2 separate regions of the Zea mays genome follow, and region 1 is linked to region 2. Evidence: chromatin contacts called from public Hi-C data. All regions are on one chromosome and are shown on one strand. The core of a region is the stretch at or near the end of the contact, and the rest is flanking DNA. Distances in the headings are between cores, read along the strand shown. Region 1 has its middle 37 kb from the start of BA1. Region 2 holds the start of LOC100273657 (BCL-2 binding anthanogene-1).

The links. Hi-C and Micro-C count contacts between places; a contact is called where the count stands out from the background.
Region 1: a contact with region 2 is called in a Hi-C map of tassel, with 4 times the contacts expected there. The contact joins the enhancer-like site here to the promoter of LOC100273657 in region 2. A contact is called at or near these places in 6 of 25 Hi-C or Micro-C datasets (bundle sheath, ear, endosperm and 3 more).

What each region holds. Positions count from the first base shown.
Region 1 is chr3:188,152,272-188,154,971 of Zm-B73-REFERENCE-NAM-5.0, reverse strand. No RefSeq gene overlaps it. Among protein-coding and RNA genes, the nearest start is that of BA1, 37 kb to the left of the region's middle. Within about 2 kb of position 1,296, at least 2 of the 20 cell types and tissues checked have an H3K27ac peak or open chromatin away from gene starts, as enhancers often do. A contact at or near this core is called in tassel, where this site is marked.
Region 2 is chr3:188,038,981-188,041,680 of Zm-B73-REFERENCE-NAM-5.0, reverse strand. LOC100273657 (BCL-2 binding anthanogene-1) reads left to right here and starts at 1,257. Exons shown (of 4, transcript NM_001148071.1): 1 at 1,257-1,762; 2 at 2,565-2,700. The coding sequence starts at 1,591.

The DNA of each region.
Region 1 (2,700 bases), core at 47-2,546, 110 kb before region 2:
GCGCGATGGATGGAGCCCCTGCCCTGCCCAGCGCACGCGCACAGTCTCCCTCTCCCAGCGAGAACCCGGGACCGTACGCGTACGGAGACCTCGGCGTCGCGTCTGGGCCAGGCAGGAGAGGAGCGTGAGGTCCGCCACATGTGACATTCCTGTCCTGCGTACGTACGCGCGCTCTCCCTCCCGGCCCTAGGGTTGTGTTGCGTGAGTAGGGTGCGTCTGTGTGACGTGACGTGGCCGGCCGCCCGGGACGAGTGTGGCTGACGGTTCAGCAGTGAGATCGACGGAGAGAGAGGCACAGCGATGGATCGCCCCCTACCTGCTCCCCCACTGCAGCAGTGCAGTGCCGTTTCAGATCTCAGCAGTGGGCAAGCGCTCATGAGCTCATGATAGGAAGTCCCGGCCGGGAGAGTGCGGGCCGCGGGACCCAGACGCGTACGTGCCCGTCCCGTCCGTCGTCGCGTCACCGCGCCCGTACGTACTCCGCGTCTTGTGTCTCCTCCACCTCCAGTCCCTCCACGGCCCAGAGCAGCAGACCGCGGCTCTCCCCTCCTCTCCTCGCCTCCCTTCTTCCCCTTTGGCGACTCCCTGCGCAGGGCCGGTCGTGCTGGTCTCCCGCGCGTCTCCCTCTGCAGTGCCGTGTGCCGTGAGCAGGGCGGCCGGGCGTGCGTGCGTCTGCGTCTGCGTCTCCGTCTGCTCGCGGACGGCGCGCCGGCAAGATTTTGCTCCTGTCTCTGTCTGGCCACCGCGCGACACGGTGCCCAACGTTCATGACCCGACTGCGCGCATCCGCGGTACGGCCGGCGGCCATCCCGACCTAGCTCCATCGCCCACCCATCGCATCGCACGCACGCACACGGCGGCCATCCCGACCTAGCTCCATCGCCCACCCATCGCATCGCACGCACGCACACCCGGACCCGGTCGTTCGCCGCTGGGCAGGCCACGCGGCCTCCATCCGACCCGTTCAGACCCTGGCTCCTGCGGCCCGAGCCGCGCAGGTAGGCGCGTGTGAAAAAAGGCCTTCTCAGTCATCCACAGCTTTGGCCCACGCTGTTTCAGACAATGTTTCTTCTTCTCTTTTTATAAAAAAGAAGACACTCAAAAGAATGTTTGTTCATAATACTTGATCTCGTAGTGTTCAAATTATATTTTGAATTTGTTGTTATTCTCACTTTTGAAGGATTATCGAAACGTTTTTGTTCATCGGCCTGTTCACAAGTCACAAGCTAGGCGTGGTAGCCCTGGTTTTTCTATAGTGCTACGCAGCCTACGCCCTCGTCTCAATGTTTTTTATAGTCTTTTCTTCCACTGATCTGCCACCGCCCACCGGCATTGCCGTCCTGCAAAGACTCCAACACGCCAACCACTGCACACGTGACCTTCCGATGGAACCCTTCGCTAGTCCACCCATATCACTGGCTACGGGTATATTTTATTCGAGTCTACTAGTATCTCTGTTCACATAAAATATAATTCAAGGTTTATTTGCTTGGGAGTAAGAGGTAGTAATTAAGCCCCTTTAATCCACTCTATTCTTTTAACTCCCCAAAGAGAAATTTAATCCCTCGAGGTGTAGCCGGACCACCACAAAAAAGTGCACGAGTACATCAAAAGTCGCTCAAAGGTGCAGTCGGATCAACACAAAAAGTGTGCGAACACACCTAAGGGTGCAAAATCATCCTAGAGACACAAAAAATCCAAACAAAAGTTGTCCAAGGGTGCAGCCGGATCAACACAAAAAGTGTGCGAACACACCTAAGGGTGCAAAATCATCCTAGAGACACAAAAAATCCAAACAAAAGTTGTCCAAGGGTGCAGCCGAATCAGAAAAAAAAAAGTATGCAAGGACCCCTAAAATCACGAAGTCAACTCATAAACGCAAAATTCCACGCAGAAAAATGCCCAAGGGTGCGCCGCACCGACACGAAATTGTGTAAGGACATCTAAGCGCAATATACAACAACGCAGTGTCGAACTCAGCAGACAAGCAAAAAAGAACACAATCATCATTCGGCATAGGGGGTGAGGGCAACGTTCCGCATCCAAATTGCGGATCGATGACTACATGCACAAAAGAAAACCGAAGGGTATCATACTTAGTTTACAAAACCAACATGTCATAGGGGGGCTACAAGAATCCTCCTTCAAAATGAGAACATGTCTCCCTAAAAGTCGTCTAGAGGAGAGTAAATAGGGAAACCTGAAATTTATAACTTTAAACACGCACTAAGGTCGGAGGTTAGTGTTCGAGTAAAACTTAAGTCGTAAAGAGAGGGAAATCAAATCAACCAAGAAATAAGGTGAGTGAACACGGTGATTTATTTTACCGAGGTTCGATTCCAAAAAATCTAGTCCCCGTTAAGGAGGTCACAAAGACCGAGTCTTTTCTAACCTTTTCCCTCTCTCAAACCCTGTGAGCCTTCTTAGACCGAGTGAGCCTTCTTCCTTAATCTCACGGGTCACTAAGACCCTGCAAGGACCACCACACACTTGGTGTCTCTTGCCTCGCTTACAAAGCACTTGAGAATAAGAATAGGAAAAGAAGAAAGGCAATCCAAGTCAACAAGAACTCGAATAAACACAAAAATCTCTCTCTCACAAGTCACTAAGTGTTTGGAGTGAATTTGGGACTCAGAGAGGATTTGATCTTTTGTATTGTACATGTGCCATTTATTTTTTAAGCACATACGTAAACTATTC
Region 2 (2,700 bases), core at 8-2,507:
ATAATGTTTTATAAAAAGAGGGTTAGAATGCTTTTCAAGCACAAATAAAACTTGATCAACTAAAAGCAACCGCTCAAGCTAGCCCACTATATAGCCAACCCACTTTTACCAAAGTGAGGTACTTGTTGAGTGCGAAAGTACTCACTCTAGCCTTTTCCACCCCTGTCCTATGTACTTTTTATATCTATATGGAGAACATGTGTCCTGAACTTAGAAATTTTAGGACTACGACGAGTTCTAGGCTTGAGATTGGAAGGTCTACTGGTGGATTTAAAACAGTATCGCGATTATGTAATAAATACTCTATTTTGATATAATAAAGCATTGTGTTTTGATATAGTCTATTATATGACATCGCTATACATGTGATTCTTGATCCGATTACATGTATTGTGGGTATTCGGTTTTATCCTTAAAGCTGTGTGCCAGATTTGCACTTCGCTTGTTTCGATCATGATCCTAATTTTGTACTAATAATACCCGAAAGATATAACCGATATGCAGTCATATTAAATGGTATTAGTATAGAAGCTAATGTCGCTATTATGGATGTATTTCACGATGAAATGACCATAGTACTTGCTCTTGCTTAGGACTAGCATGCAATGGAAATTAGTCTTCATTTGATCTCATGAGTATTTATGTGAAAATATTGCATTTGCTTAAAAACATTTTTGTGAATAAATATCAATAGAACACGTATAGCATATAAAGTAGATATTTTCAAACGATCTCAAGGGCAAATTAAAGAGGTCATCCCAACCAAAATCTTTAGATCTGGAACTGTCGTGTACCTTAAATTAACAATTTGTGAATATTAGATTTACCATAAAGCTGTTACGCAGTAAATCTCAAATCCACATTCACTTTTTTTTAGACGCAGGCGCAGCCGAGATTGAACAAGCAAAGGGTCCTACACTAGAATTGACGAGTCCTTTGTACCGGGCTGGGAGCCTGGGATAGCTGCTCATGATATTGCCCGTTGCGAAGTGCAAAAAAAAAACACGAAAGCCACACCACGAAGCGGATGATTCATCCAAACCAAAATTTCACGTGGGGGACGGGGCCAACCGAGCGCCGCACAACCTCTCGAGTCTCCACCGAGTTCTCGACCATGCCACGAGGCCGGCCCTAATGAGGCCCGGTCCTCGCCGACCCCATAAGCTCTCTCGTGGGGACCGTCCTATCCACGGCGGACACGGCGAGTCAGCACAGCAACAGCGCACAGCAGCACACGGTATCCGTCCCGGGCCGGAGCCAACTCCCCAAGCCAGTCCAGTCCTTCCGTCCACCCATCCATCGTCCCCGCCTGCACCTCGCGAGCATCCAAAGCTGTACTTGCGGCAAGTTCTCGCAAAATCCTACTCCCACCGCCGACTCGTACCTCCGCTCCCCTCCTCCCCAACCCTTCCACGCTTGCTTCTCCGGGAGGGAAGGCACACGGGAGGTCGCCCCGCCACCCATCGCAAAAGCCACGCGCCACCAAACTCTTTTTTCCCTCACCCAGTCGCTTTCGCGTTCAGCGCGAGCTGAGCCAGCCAGTGGGTCGGTCGCTGGAGGCGGAGCCATAAAGGCGTCAGCGACGGCAGCATGATGAGCGGCAGATCGGGCGGGAGGGACGCCGAGGGCGAGTGGGAGGTTCGGCCCGGCGGGATGCTGGTGCAGCGCAGGGACGGTGAGGCGGCCGGCCCCGTCATCAGGATCAGGGTCTCCCACGGCGCCAACTTCCGCGAGGTCGTCGTGCCGGCGCAGGCTACCTTCGGTACGCTAGCCAACCCTGTTCGTTAGTCGTTACTGATCCCTACTCCCTTATGTCGCATATTCGCTTTGGCGAAGATGTATAGGAGGAATTGGGTTTTGGATCTTGACATGTCAACTGACAATCTAGTGGATTTTAGTTTAAGTCAACACGATTTTTCAGTTCTTTCTCCCAGTCCCAGCTATTGATTTTAGATTCCAGACGAGTCTAGACGAACAACAGATGGTTCTCGAATGTTTTCATGTCAGGATGAAAAGTGCTTACGTACTTGATGAATCGATCATGACCCTGCTCCGGCAACTTTACCGTGCTGAACGGCGACAAGATACCTACTAACTGTTATCGGTTAGCTTTTCGTACTAATCCTTGACCATCTGTTTCAATGTTATAGAAGTAGTAGTACTTATACCATCCATTGATCCATAAGTAGTACTAGTTATTCTTCTTATTGATAACACTAGCGTTTAAAAATGAACAAGCCGGCGACAAATATTCGAGAACGGATGTAGTACATTAATAACACCTGGCCAGTTGTGATGATCAAACATCAATTGGAACCTCATTGGCTTATAGCCTCACGTGCAATGGGACAAACCATTACATCACCTAGTAGGTCTTTACATGCGCGGGGAGCATTTTGTCAGTCAATCTGTATACAGTTTATCATTGGAAAGAAGCAGATACGATTACCTTTACCCCCAAATAATCAATAAACCTGCATAAATGATTCTTGCTTCTGCATTGATTGCTTGAAGGTGCTGGTTTACAATATTCTAATAGGCACTTTGTAATTTTGTATATGAAGGTGAGTTGAAGAGGATCCTTGTTCAGACTACTGGCTTGGAGCCTGAGAGGCAGAGGCTCTTCTTCCGTGGGAAGGAGAAGAGTGACAGAGAGTTCCTGCACACGGCAGGTGTTAAGGATGGAGCAAAGCTGCTTCT